2 separate regions of the Mus musculus genome follow, and region 1 is linked to region 2. A link is a contact called in public HiChIP or PLAC-seq data. All regions are on one chromosome and are shown on one strand. Each heading gives the region's core, a stretch centred on a gene start, on an enhancer-like site or on the middle of the called end of the contact. The rest is flanking DNA. Distances are from core to core; before and after follow the strand shown.

Region 1 (7,421 bases), core at 333-2,832, 140 kb after region 2:
AGACACATGAATTTATATTTACACTTGAGTCTCCTTCATAAGATTTTTATGGGTATTTTCAAATATAGAGACAAAGTGAATTCTGGAATATTTGTAGTCCTGAGCCTTTTGGGTAAAGAATACTCAGCCTTTATTTCCTATAATTGCATTAGAATTAATCAGAATATGCAAAACTATTCTGATGACTTCCCCATCAATAAAGCTTACACTTCTTATCCCTTAAAAACATTTTATCTATTTATTTTTATGTGTATGGGTGTTTTGGCTACATGTATGTCTGTGTACCGTGTATGTGTAGTACCCATAGAAGAGTGAAGCAAACTGGGACTAGAGTTACAGCTGGTTATGAGCCACCATGTGGGTGCTGGGAATTGAATTACAGTGTTCTGGAAGAGCAGCCAGTGCTCTTAATTGCCAAGCCATCTCTCCAGCCCAGCACTTCTTATTCTTGAACTTACATAATCCAGCTGTGTATTATTAATCTTTCCATTCTGCCACAAGAAGGCAGTTTTTCATCACTATATTCCTATTACGTGAACTATGTCTGTATGGTAACTGTGCATGTTAGTGAGCGCATGGTTCAGGGACACTGAGGTCAGCAAGGGGCAGGGGCTAAGGGGCAGGCAGACAGGGGCTTCCTTTGAGTGACTGACTTTGATGATTACCATGAATAGAGAAGCAGCTGTTAATTTGCTTATATTAGGAATGGTTATGTTACATGACAGCAAAGACCAGCAGGATCCTTGCTTATAAAACTCTATTTTTCATGTATAATCCTATTTTGCTTTAATTAAAATAACCACATTTTGCCAGGCAGTGGTGACGCATGCCTTTAATCCTAGCACTTGGGAAGCAGAGGCAGGTGGATCTCTGGTTTTGAGGCCATCCTGCTCTACAGAGTGAGTTCTAGGACAGCTACACAGAGAAACCCCGTCTCAAAAACAAAAAACAAAAAACCAAACCAAAACAATAACAACAACAACAAAACCCCACAATTTATTGTGTAGCTCCTCCATGTTGATTGTTTTAGAAAATGTTAGTCTGCTCCACATGGTATTAAGTGCCAGCATAGTTTATGTGTGATTAGCTTTCTCACAGAATATTGCTCAGATTGATATCTGTGTTACTAGCCAATTCTAACTTCTTTTAAGTGTCCCGAAAATAGTTGATAATGCAAAAAAAAAAAGTCATTGGCTATGATTTTGTTTTAAATAACTCATATTTGACTGATAGAGACTGATAGACTTAAAAGTATGCCAGGATAAAAGGCAGTGTATTTAGTGAGCACAGACGAGCTAAATTAGATTGAGTCTAATAGAAGATTGGTAGAACTCATAGCAATTTCAACGTGACAGCCCAGAGTAGACTCTAGGTATGAGAAAACTTGACAAGCATATTAGGCTGTTATGAGGAGTGACCTTCTGAGAACCGTATTACAGCTGGAATGTCCTCAGGGAGGGTGGGAAAGGACTCAAAGAGACATGTGCCTGGGGCTCCCGAAGAAGGTTCCACATCCACTGAGACTGTATGCTGCCTCTCAGAGATTGTGGGGAACCCTGCACTGGCTTCATGCAGAAGCTGGGACAGAGCATGCCTGTGTGAGAAAGCCAGCCGACCTGACTGGTACATTTCCTGTCAGCAGAGTGACCACAGGAACAGGAGGCTGACTGGAATGGTCTGAACTTTTGAAACCCCTTCAAGTGTTGCATAGCTATGGTCAGGCTGAAAAACCCAGGCCCTGGCATATGATAGACCCTTGCTCTGCCCCGAGCAATACCACAGTCCTTAATGTTATTTTTTTAATTAAAAAATTCAATATTGTTTGTGTACGATACACAGACAGATCCACACATGGGAACACACATGTTCATGCACAGACATGTACACGAACACAGCTTTGTGGACACAGTTTTCCCTTTCCTGCTTTATGTATGTATGTTCTGGGGCTCAAACTCAGGACATGAGGCTTGTGTTGTAACTTATCCACTGAGGCATCTCATTGGCCCTGTTATTTCTTAAGTCCTCTCTGTGGGGGCCGGGAGGATGGGTCCTTGGGTAAAGTGCTTGCTGTGGAAGGAAGCATAGACCTTGAATACAGATCCACAGAAAAGCCAGGCTTGGCAATGCAGGACTGTAGCTCCAGTAGTGTGTGTGTGGGGGGAGTGCAGATAGATAGGTTCAGGGGTGACGGTAGGAGGCTCACTGGCCAGCCAATCTAGCCAGTTGGTCAGTTCTATTTCAGTGAGAGACCTTGTCTCAAAATGTAACCTGAAGAACAATAGAGGAAGACACTTGATGTCAGCTCTGACTTCCATGTGACACCCCTGTGCACACACACAGATGCACGCATAGACAATCCTTACTGAGTCAAAGTGTTTGAAGGTTAATTTTGCAGGGCTGGGTAAAAAGGAACTTTGTAGTATTGTTCCCAGAAAGCAGTCTGGGGCTTTGAGTGAGTTCAGCAAAATATAAAACTGGAGGAACAATTCACATTTGTTCTTTACTGAAGCATAGAAAACCGGTCAGCTTTCCTCTAAATCCCACCACTAGCTCAGTATCCTAGCAGCTTTGTGGGAAGTTTCTTATGTGTTGGGGATTTTGAGAAGGATTTTTGTTCTTTTTATAGATGGTTCATTTTTCTTTGAAGGGCACGTTTTTTTCTCCTTGTATGCCTATTTCCTCCAGGTAAGCCTCAGGTAAGCATGAGTTTTCGCAAATGGCAACTCTGAATTGTGGTCAGCCTTCCTGTTCTTACAACAAACATCTTAGACCCACATTCCAGTTTTCTTCCTCTGCGACTTCACATGGCTTTTAAAACCAAATGAACAGGGCTGCAGAGGTGGCTCAGTGAGTAAAGGTCCTTATTGCCGTGATGGCAACCTGAGTTTGATCCCAGGGAGCCATGTGCTGGGAAGAGAAACCAATAGCTGCAGGTTGTCTTTCACCTCCACGCATACAGCGGATGTGCATACCGCCTCCAGTGAATATACACGTCCGTACATACGTACATACGAACATACATATATAGCACCAAGTAAATAAACGTACCCCTCTGACTCAAAATAAGCTTCTTGCAGTGCCCTAGCCAGTGTTGAGTGTGTCTTCTTGGAAAGGTTGCTCCTTCTTCCCTCTGAATCGGCTTCTCTTTGAAAATAAGCGTTCTTATGTCAGTGATAAAACATTAATTACAGTAACTGCGTGAACTATAACAATGGGGCTGTGACCTGTTCTTTTTGACCAAATACTATGTGTTTCCTTGTGTTTCTGGAAGTTCTGTACAGACATGGCTTTGGCACAAATTACTGTGCCATGTGCTGGAGGCTGCATTTTATCTTTTCCTGCATGTTTTCCCTTCTGAGATTGATCCGATCATTGCAAGAGGCAGAAACAAGCAACAATCATATTAGGCATGCTTTCAAGCTGTAAATTATTTTTAAAAAATTAACATTGACTTTTTATTTTAATTTAAGGGAAATTGGTGTGTACTTCTCTGATATTATTTCTGTGTTTCCATGTTAGTCAATTATTTGTATATCTATTTGGTTTTGGTTTTGAGTCAGAGTTTATTTCACTTTGTATCCCAGGCTGGCCTTGAACTCTCTAAGTATCCAAGGCTGGCTTTGAACTTGAGCACTCTGTCTCTTGACTCTCTAGTGCTTGTATTATCGGTGTGTGTGTGTGTGTGTGTGTGTGTGTTTATGTCAGGCTTATGTATCTCAACACTTGTCTTATTCTCTGTTCATAGTGACAGTAATTAGTAGCTGGGGCACAGTACCCCTAATATTTGTATTTTTACTGAATTCTTCTGTGTTGCTGGATAGTTTTCCCTTTCATTGTTTACGGATGTAACATTGAACTGAAAATCTTCAGGCAGTTAGACTTCTTTCATTCCAGTCATTTCTTTGAATTCCAGGAGTAAGGTTACAAAATACAGCTGGGCAGTGATGGTGCACGCCTTTAATCTCAGCACTTGGGAGGCAGATACAGGTGGATCTCGGAGTTCCAGGACAGCCTGGTCAAAAACCAACCAACCAACCAACCAAACAAACCTCCAAACCAAACCAACCAAACAAAAATATAACGATTTTATGACTTCTGATACTTGGTTTACTTTTTTGTTTGTTTGTTTGTTTGTTTGTTTGTTTTTGAGACAGGGTTTCCTTGTGTAGCTCTAGCTGTCCAGGAACTTGTTCTGTAGACCAAGATAGCTTTAAGCTTAGATTCACCTGCCTCTGCCTCCCTGGGATTAAAGGTGTGCCCAGCCTTTTTCTTTTTCTTTTTTGGTTCCATAGCCGAATCACAGGAGTCTTCCAATTATTAAAAGTGAAAAATTGCAAATATAGCCAAGGCAAGCACTATAGTGGCTCATAACCATCTGTAACTCAGGTTACAGGGAATCCAGCGCCTATGCCTTAGCAGGTACCTCCCTTCATGTGGATAGAGAAATGTGTGCTCATGTGCTTATGCATGTGTGCACACACACATACACAAGCACACACAGTCCATGCATATATACACAAGCAAACGCTAATTGCATGAAAAATAAAATAAAAACTAAAGTAAATCTTTAAAGAAATGGAGTCCTAAGCTATGGGGCCTTTGTGTCTGGCTTTTGTCACTTAAGGTGTTCTTTTAAGGTTTGTGTTGTCACAAATCTTCATTGTTTATGGTAATTTTCATTCCATTGTAATATTATGGGGGTTAAATTTTTGTTTGTTGATTGTTTCAGTTGTTTCTTGACTAAAGTTGAGGCAGCATGGTTATGCCAAAAATGTATTATTAAATATATCTTACATTGCACAGCAAAGATGTGTTGGAGTAATAATATGCATGAATAAAAGTGATACTTTATGGTTGTAAGTTGATTCCTTAAACCAATTATATATATAAATATTAATATATACATAGTATATAATAATTGGCTTGGAAATTAAAATTCTCCTGCCTCAGTTTCCCAAGTGTGAATGCTACCATATATGACTTTAAAATTTGTTTGATTTTTCATCATGGTGACTCAAAATCACTTGATCCAAACAAAACAATTCCTGCTTCATTTTGTTTCTGCTTTATTTGTGGGAATTAAACTGTCATTTTGAGAATACTTGGCTCCTTTACAAGAATGTGCTTGTGAAACAAAGCTAAAGGGAGGTAGCAGTGCCTGCCCAGCCTTCGCTCTCACACCGACATCACAGGTGGCTTAACTTGCTGCCATCTCTCTATTCTTCAAAAAAAGGAAGGAGAAAAGAATTGATATTTATTGAAAACAAGGCTGCATTTCTCTCTCTTTATAGCATTTGAAATATAATTATAGGTTTTCACATTAAAATCCATCATGGCTAGGTTTTAAGATGAGAGATTTGAAGTGATATTTAACCTTTATAATTTGGGGGAATGCTTATGACTATGAATATAAGGAAACGTTTAACATAATTTTAACAGAAAATTTCAAAGGTATGGTACTTTAATTTTGTCATTTTGTTCTCATGTCTTCAAAGAGGATGAAGAAGCAATCTTTATCTTCCTGAGGTCCTTGGCAACCATGGATTTATTATTATTATTATTTTAACTATTTGCTTCCAGGAGCCTCATAAATTTAAATTCAAGTTCCTTGTTTTCTTGGTCGGTTTCTAGGCCATTTGTGTGCACCATCTGGGATTTGCTAGAAATGGAGTCTCTGCCTCCTTCCAACATCTACTGTCAGAGTGGGCCAGCAGTCTTTGTTCAAATACCTCTGTCCTTGCCAGCATTTTAGAACCTCTGCCCATAAATACATGCATGCTAGTTTCTGCTTGCTCCTGTAATCTTTTCTTCTTCCTCTCTCCGCAGAGACCTCATCTTCCACTAACGTGACCAGTTTGTTCCCTCTTTGGGCCTTTATTCTCCATGTGGCATACTTGTTGAACCTTAGCTGGACTTGGGCCTCATTTCCTTTAAATGTGGTTGCCTGCCCTAGAGCCCTCTCAGCATTGTAGGGGGAGCTGGGCTCCTCAGCTGGCGTTTTATTCCCCACACAGTTCCCTCCTGTCTCACCTTGTTCTTTACCAGAGCTCCCCAGCCATCTGGTTCTCCTTGAGGTTGCCCAGTGGGGGATAGGAGAGAGAGAGGGAGCCAGCTTGAGTTCCTCCCTGTGTCTTTTCCACATCGCTTCTATGTTCTTCTGTCATCTGCTTTCTCTCTCCCTCTGCATTTCAGTGTTAACTATTTCAGCAGAGATCATTTCTATACTAGAGTACAGGCCATAGATCATCTGTAAATGCCGAATGAATAGAAAGAATATTGAATCAGAAATAAATGGTGGTGGTTGGGTGTACCTGAATAAATCAAGTCTATAGCTTGCTATATACTATACGCGAGATGCGAGACCATTCATGATGTCTGAATAGAACATAACCGAGACAAGCTGGGGTAAGATGGTGTGCCCTGGACCAAAACGTTTCTCTGAAAGGCAGAGCTAATGGTAGTGACAAGTGTGACCTTATGTGTGCAGTGATGAAGATGACACAAAGTAACACAGTAGTTAAAGAGCTCAGTCTCTGGAGACAACCAGCCTTGGTTTTGGATCTTGGCTTTGCCATTTATTTCATAGCTGTATGACTTGCAGAGGTTACCTTCCTCGCTGTGCTTCAGTGTGTTACTGTAAAGTGCACTGCCATCTACAGCATTTGATGCAGGTTGTGTGCTTGCTGTCTACCAGGGAGCTTGAGGTGCTGAAGGCACACTAACAGAGACAACCCTTGGCTGCATGGCATTGCATTTGTAATGAATGGTGAGCTCATGACTGTCAGGTACAGAACCTATGTAGAGGTAGTGGCTTTGTGGGGGGCGGGGGAGGGCTGGAATTTTAGGTGGAGTGGCCGGGAAGATGTTATTGAGAGGATGACAGCTGCAGAGGCAAGGAGACCAAGCTATGCAGCTTAAGAGCATGCTCAGCAGGAGCAGCAAGTCAGAGTTCCCAGTCGGGCGCAGGCCTGGCCTGGCCTGGTGTGGAGCACTTGGAGCACTCGGTAGAACAGAAGCAAGGAGTTGTAAAGTTAATGGTGGCAGTGTCTTTGGTATGGGCAGGACATGTGGATCTCTAGTCAGTATTGGGTTTTATTGTTGCACCTAACTAAATGGCAGTTCCTAGGGAACTTAAGACTCATTTTAAAAGATAAGATAAGAGTATTTCAAAGAGGTACCCTTCCTAAGACATTCTGTAGAAGTGTGGGGTTCCAATTAGATCTGTCCAAGAAGCTAGCAAAATGCCATTGCTAATCCAGCATTGAGGATTTCAGCACAGGCATTGGGAGCACAGCTACTTTTTATGGAGAAGAAGGGCATTGGCTCAGGCACTTGCCATTCACACCAGTATTAATTCCTCAGGGAGGAACACGTCTCACATTCTTAGAGTAGTTGTGCTTTAGAAAGCAAAGGCTAGATTG
Region 2 (7,284 bases), core at 4,066-6,565:
CTCCCAGCACCTACATGGCGCCTCCCAACCCCCATAATTCCAGTTCCAGATGCTCCAGCACTCTCTCTTGGCTTCTGAGGGCACCAGGCATGCACATGGTACACATACAGATTTGCAAACCTGCATACACATAAAATAAAATGTCTGTGAGCAGCAAAATTCACTAATAATACACAAAACCCTTTTAAAAATTAAAATATTGAAACTACATAGGGACTGTGTAATAAATGCCAGGTAGTTACTGAATAAACAGAGTTCCTCATAGGCAGACATCTTAGAAAGAACAGGAAAGGCAGGGCTCTCCAGCACTAGCGCTGTCTACAGTCTATCGACGTAACCCAGGGGAGGAGGCAGCGTGGAGGAGCTCTTAGGAGTGAGCACTCACTGATGTGCTGATTCTTCTCCTTAAATCACACGAACATAACAACAACTGTGTTCCCTAGTCACAGAAGAGGGAAGCGTGGGCGGCTGGACTGTTAGCCTTCCTACCGGCAGAATGACACCAAGGGGCTGGGGACCAACATCACCTTGCACCACAGTTCAAAGCTGTCTCCAGACACTTGCACACTGCATTCTCCCAATCTTGAAGGCTGAGAGGACAGCAAAAGGAACTCTCAAACTTCCCAGTTGGCCCTGCGACACACTCACTCTACACGTAAAGTGCACACGGAACACGCCACTCTGCTTTCTTCCCGAGTATGGACCGACTCAGCCCTCCATGTCAACTCCAGATACTGCAACATAGACTGTATTTATGGTAGGGATTACCCGAGTAGTTTATAGTCTTTTCTTAACCAGCCCCAAAGCAACCGTCACATACCGCAATTCCTTATCATGTTGTATGTGCTTTCTCAGCAGTCAGTGTGTAAAGCTTTGAGTGGGTGGGCTAGCGTAAAGTGTCTGTCAGGGTTCCCTTTCATATACATCATAGCTTAAAAAAAAAGGATAGAAAACTATTCTTTTTTATATGTATTTCCAATTTTTAAAATTCTTTTTTTTTTTTTTTTTGTTCAGATGAAAAGAATGTAGTTGAAATGTCGTCTTCTGTTTCCTCCACACAGAAGACGTGACAAGCCTACCGTCCAGAGAGAGCGCCTGCCGGGGAGGCTGTCCACCCTACAGGTCAGTTATGCAGGTCACCTGCCTGACCTGTGTGTCATGAGAGCAACTGGCCTTAACCAACTCCAACAGTTTAACCGTGACGAATGCTCCACGAGCTGATGCTTCCTGCTCGGAGAAGCTGTTTTCACCTTCTGACGTAGTTAACCAGGTAAGAGCCAGCGCATATCCCACACCACCTCTGAGCGTAACACTAAAGATCCAAAACAGAAGACGCTGCATCCTTAGCAAAGGTAGGCTGTAGACAAAGGATCTATGTCCTCCTTTTTGGGAAATCTCATGAACCGTATTAGATTCCTTTTACAATAAGCAAGCCAAGACTACCTGATGGCATCATCATCAGGAACAAAAACATCAAGTCCTTTACTTACCATGGGCAGGTTTTTCCCAGGAACGTTGGGGAAGTCATGGTGCTCGTTATGATAGCCCACATTGAAGGTGAGCAAGTTCAGAGGCCCATAATAGGAGTAGGTTTCGTGTCCCTTCAAGAACATGTAATGTTCGGCTATAAAATGCCCAGAAATTGGGTGCAAACCCAGGCCAAGCAAGGTGGCTGCCAACATGTAGACTAAAGATTTCACTCCAAACACATAATAAATGATAATGTCAAAGGTGATCTGGATCACAGTATTGATGATTTCCAGATAGGTAATGGGTTTGGGATTGATGAACAGGGGTCTAAAAGCATAAAAGAGAGGCTGAAGGATAACCCAGACAAATTTCCTGAAAGTGGTGCAGAAGAACCAGCCCTCGAAATCGGTGGGAATATCTACATCAATCTTATCCGCTCCGAGGTACCGGTGGTGATCCATGTGGTATCTCTTAAAGGAAATCGAGTATGGCACTCCGAGAGAGAGGTTAGCAAACATTCCAAACCAGCGGTTCCACAGGGCCTTGTGGTGGCCAAAGGGGAAATTGTGGGAAATCTCATGGATAGCCAGAGTCATGGAGTGGTTAAGGCAGCTGCCAAAGACATAGGACCAAAATATGACCCATTTCCAGTCCAAATCTTTGACTAAGTAAAATGAAGCCAGCTGGACGAGAAGCATCATGGCTACAATCCAGATCAGATTGTGGTCAGGTTTCATCAAGGACTTGATCTCTGGATACTTTGCTGCAAGAAAAAATAAATAAATAAATAAATAAATAAATAAAGGAAATGAGAAAGAAAAGCAAACCATAGTTCAGCAACTATAATTAATACACTCAGATTAATGCAATTAGATTTTTCCCTTTTCTAAGTTATAATTCTCCCCCTGACAGACTTTATGAGATATTTATTTTCTAAAGGGAAAGACTATGTTCTGGTAATGAAGTCACAAAATAGCATGATACAACAGTTTATGCACGAAGAATTAATCTGGACAGTCCACATTCTTTTACACTAAAAGAATTACGTTTACGTTTAGACAAAGCCTGCACATATTTTCTTTTAAGATTTATTTGATTATTTATTTACTTTATATGTTTGAGTGTTCTGCCTGCATGTATGTTTGTGAGCCATGTGGTGCTTTGGTGCCTGCAGAGATCGGAAGAGGGAATGGAATCCCCCTAGAGCTGGTTACAGTTAGTTGTGCGCAACCATGTACCACTGGGAACTGAGCCTGTGTCCTCTGCCAGAGCCAACAAGTGCTCTTGTGCCCTTAGCCACTGAGCCATCTCTGTAAGCCAAGCTCTGGCACGTTTACCGTATATAACCATGAAGTTAGCTCAGCTGACACAGGAAAGAACGTAACATTTGTTCCATAGGATCTCTAAATCACAAAAACTCTCATTTCCACGGTTCTTTTGGACCAAGCTTCCTCCAGGGAATTCTGTTTTGAATCTTCACCACACTTTAAAAAAAACACCTGGGCATCGTGACACACATAACCTCAGCCCTCAGGAGGCTGAGGTAGTTAGTAAATTCCAGGCCAGTCTGGACTACATGGTAAGATCCTGTCTCAGAAAAGGAAACAAGGCAAAAACAAACTCCCCAAACCCAATAGTCTAAGGGCCTCATATCACCAGAGGAGAGGTTAAGTGCTGAGACGAGCAAGAGCTTAGCCACGTGAGCTTTCAAGCCAGCGAGCCTGGCATGCCCAGCAGAGGCAGAAACAAGAGAGGACGAGATGGAAAGACAGCACACTCCTGACAGCCACAGTGCACACTGTGGCGTGTGTGCACGCACATGCACTTGTGGGGGCACACCCACACGCCCACGTACCCAAAGGCAGGTAACAACTAGGTTGTGGAGAAACCAGAATCTTCATACACTGCCTGATGAGTATGTAAAATGGTTTAGACTGTCTGACATTCAACCAAAATGCTAAAGAAAGAACGGCCAGCAACCCCCAAACGAAAACGAATCCATGCCCTGTACATGAACATTCAAAGGAACACTATTAAAAACAGCTGAGAGGGGGTATCAGCTCAAATGTCTATCAAAGGAATGTTAAGCAAAATGTGGTATCACCGCACATATTAAAGGGTTGGACCCCAGCTGGCAGATCTGGTCACAGTGAGGATCCTGAATGTTCTGACCTTATCAACATATTAACCCCTCAAAGGACTCAGAATAAAAGGCATAGGAGGAGGTGTGCACTGAAAGCAGGCCCCAAAGGACGTTTCCATTTGCCCCCCAGCTTCCAGGCTGACATGAGGGGGATCAGCTTTTTTCCTTCAAACCCCTCTGGCATGATTTCACCAGACACCTCCCCCTTCCCCCCTCCCCACACACCCAAAAGCACCGGTGAGCACCGATAAGCCAGCAGCCAAAGGCCTCCCTCCCTCCCTGGAGCAGCAGACATTTATCACCGTAATGAGGCAGAGGCAATGACTATACGGAAACCCCAGAGCCCAAAGCACCTGACAGCACAGCTGGTGATAATGACTGAGGCTCACTCAATTTAAGTTCCAGGTCAGAAGTCAGGGGTGCAGCTCAATGGTAGAGAACTTACTAGCACCAGGGATCCCCTGAACGTGAATTCCACTAGAAAAATAAAGTCCATTTGAACGGCAGCTAGTCACTCTGATTTGCGAAACAAGTAATGTCTAAGTTTAGCAACTACTGCAGAAACCAGGGCCTCGCCGCCCCCTCCCCCATTAGGCAAATATTTTTAAGAAAGAGTGTGAAAATGGTGGATATGAGGCAGTTCCTCATATTAAAAGGCCTTTCATTGATTCTCTCAATTAAATCAAAACAAACAAACTAAAACAACTTTCTATATCTAGCACCAAGAAAAGAAAAAAGGCAGACTCTTTGGCTGCAGTCTAATTATGAAGATGTTGGAATCTTCTTAAACATTACTTCATCTTTTAAAATGCCGGCTCAGGCAAAGTACTGGAAAGGAAAAATTGAACTGGTTCATATATGCAAAGCTCATACCCAACAATTTGTCCTTATTCTTAAGAGCAGCCTACGTGGGATAAGAGACCTCTCTATCTCACGTGGAAACCCCCCCTCCGCCCCCCATACTCTCCTAAATCAGGCCTAGCCTGTCCTAAGGTCCGGGAGGCTAAGCTGCGCGCCTTTCCTATGCAGCCGGTCCCGCAGATCACTGGAATAAAAACTCACAGGAGCCATCCGGTCTGGGAAGCCTAGGGTCACCCGAACCTGGTCCCCCGCTAGGCCTGCAGCTGACTGGACCACGTGATTGAGGCTCCCGGGGCCGGGGATGCCCCTGGACCACGCCCTGAGCCAAGCAGGCGTCCGGGCTCGAGCCTACCGCTCCACCAGGAGCGGGGGTCACCCTCGACTGTCGGAGCAGGAGGGGCGAGTCCGGATCGCCCTACCTGGGGACCCTCAGCTCACAGGCCGGCGGAGGCCTCCAACACATGACCATCGAAGGGCTAGCAGCGAGCGGCGGCGCGCTGATCCCTCATCCCTCGGTTCTCCCGCCCGCCCGGAGCCCGCGCCGGCGGCCAAGCAGCGGAGCGGCTGGAAGGGGCCGCGGAGGCCGCGCTCGCACGGCGCGCACGGGAGGCCGCTCAGGGCCCGCACGCGGCCACGCGCACATAACGGGGTCCAGTCTTCACCTAAGATCTCCTTGCGCCGGGCGGCGTGGGGCTGGTCCGTGTAGACCCATTCGAACTCCTCTCGGGACACGCGGCTACCCATGGCTGCGGCCTGTGGACCCGCTCTGCCTCCGGCTCGTGTCCGGACGGCGGCAGCTCGAGGCCCGGCTCTAGTCGATAAGCCGCGGGGACGCGGGCAGAGGCGGGGCCTCAGGCCACGCCCCGCAATGACCACGCCCCTCGTGGGAGGCGATGGGCGGGACCTGGGTCGGCAGCCAAGAACCTTGTAGGCTCACGAAGCCTGGGAAAAGGTGAAAAGAGAAGGAAAGATTTGCGGCTGGATAAGGCTCTCGCTTTAGCGCCTCAGTGGGTGGAGTACATGGGGTGGCTACCTCTCCTTGAGTTCGGAAGATCACTGGCTTTGATTAAGTGGCAACGAGCCCATATTTCGCTTAACTTTTAATAGCAAATTATCTGTCGAGCCCTGTTTGGTTGCCTTCTGGAACTAAAACCTCCAGAGATTTGGAGTGTGTGGCAACTAAAATCTAATTTTTAAAAAAGTTTTTTTTTTCTCTTTGCTTTTCTCTCCCCTCTCTCCCGTCTTCGCCCCTCCTCACCCCTCCCGCCCCATATGTTTGCTTTTGTTTCTTGAAGTAGGTTCTCACTACCTAGCCTAGGTTATCCTCCAGCCGGTGGGCCTGCCCTTGCCTCCCAGTGGAATTTCAGACTTGTCTGAACAATGCAGTAAAGAAAAGGGAAGGGAGAGATGGGGTGGAGTTGGTGGTTCTGATGTTTCCCTACACTAATGGTTGCTCAATCATGCATCTTCCCGTGTCACAGAAGTGATCACCCGCAACTTCCTGTGGGAGGCAGGGGAGATTTGATTTCAAAATGCCTATCATTTCTTCACTTACGAGGTTTAGGGATTAGAGGTGTGGCACAGAGTTGGAGCACGGGCCGAGCAGGTGGATGGACTAAGAGCCCTGGCTTCTCCGTGGAGCCTGGAAGTGAAAGGAACTGCTAATTAAGATTAAGATTACAGGATTAGGGATTAGCAGACCAGATGACTTTCCTAAAGAAGCCAAGTGGTCATGAGTATAAATCAGACACAGACACACACCACTGCACATGCATACCACAACGGGAGAGGTGGGGACACAGAGAGACAGACATCCAAGTCTGACAAGTCTTGGAAGTACAACTGCTCATGTATAGAAAACTACAAACTACAGAGGAATCTGCTAAACTATGGGATACCATCAGCAAGATCTCACTGTAGGAAACGATATGGGAATTTTGTGTTCTCTAATAAAGGAGAAAAAAAAAACCAACAAATTAACAGGGACTTAAAGGATAAACTAGCCAGCTGTGATGTATCAGTCTTATTTATTCTGAAGGGTTAAAATGATGTGATGTTATTTAAAGATCTATCTATCTGGGTGCAGTTGCTTTCAGAGGCCAGAAAAGGGTGTCAGATCCCTTGGAGCTGAGTTACATGCCGTTGAAAGACACCCCACCTTCCATGGGTGCTGGAAACTGAACTCTGCAAGAGCAGTAGGAACTCTTCAAATACGGAACCATCTCTCTAGCCCCTGATGTGATGCTATTTAATTAAAGTATCATCTGGGTAGGTGAAGGTATTAAGAAATTCTTGCCGGGCATGTTAGCCCAGTTGTGTGTGATCCCAACTGAGCAGAAGCCTAAGGCAGAGATCACAAGTTCCAGGATTGCCTTGGTTACAGAGCAAGTGCACCGATAAAACCCAGCCTCCTCCATATACACACACCCAACACAGATAAAAGACTTGAGACAGAGTTCAATGATAAAGTGCCCAGTAAGATGCTGGGTTCAAAACCCACCACCACCAAATAAATAAATTAAACAAATAAATAATAAAAAGAAAAAAACCCAAAACCCCTATGATTTTTTATAATAGTGCTTTTCTCCCAGAGGTTCACACTAAAGGAGAAAATAAGACAACTGAAGTAAAATACATATTCTAGCTATATTGTGTTGTGCTATGCTATGGTACTGCCTAAAACTGTAAAAGGCTGGAGCAGAAAGTGAATTCTGTCCATGACAGGGCCTCTGACTGACACACATATGCCTAGGGCCTGGAGCAACGAAGGCTCTTTAGGGGTATAGCGGCCTGCAGGTTGGGCAACAGAC

The links. HiChIP or PLAC-seq counts read pairs in DNA pulled down with a chosen protein or histone mark.
Region 1: an H3K4me3 HiChIP or PLAC-seq map of the SCID.adh cell line shows a contact between it and region 2, with 11 read pairs. The contact joins the enhancer-like site here to the promoter of Degs1 in region 2. A contact is called at or near these places in 1 of 39 promoter capture datasets (the C10 cell line), 9 of 484 Hi-C or Micro-C datasets (CD8 T cells, the G1E-ER4 cell line, LSK cells and 4 more), 7 of 115 datasets of contacts at active chromatin or transcription factors (the 230-238 cell line, the SCID.adh cell line, bone marrow-derived macrophages and 3 more) and 1 of 9 other capture datasets (adipose tissue).

What each region holds. Positions count from the first base shown.
Region 1 is chr1:182,419,304-182,426,724 of GRCm38.p6, forward strand. All of the region lies in intron 1 of Trp53bp2 (transformation related protein 53 binding protein 2), which reads left to right. Among named protein-coding and RNA genes, the nearest start is that of Trp53bp2, 14 kb to the left of the region's middle. Within about 2 kb of position 1,583, at least 18 of the 459 cell types and tissues checked have an H3K27ac peak or open chromatin away from gene starts, as enhancers often do. A contact at or near this core is called in the SCID.adh cell line, where this site is marked.
Region 2 is chr1:182,277,486-182,284,769 of GRCm38.p6, forward strand. It overlaps Degs1 (delta(4)-desaturase, sphingolipid 1), which reads right to left and starts at 5,316. Exons shown (of 3, transcript NM_007853.5): 1 at 5,137-5,316; 2 at 1,491-2,233. The coding sequence starts at 5,218.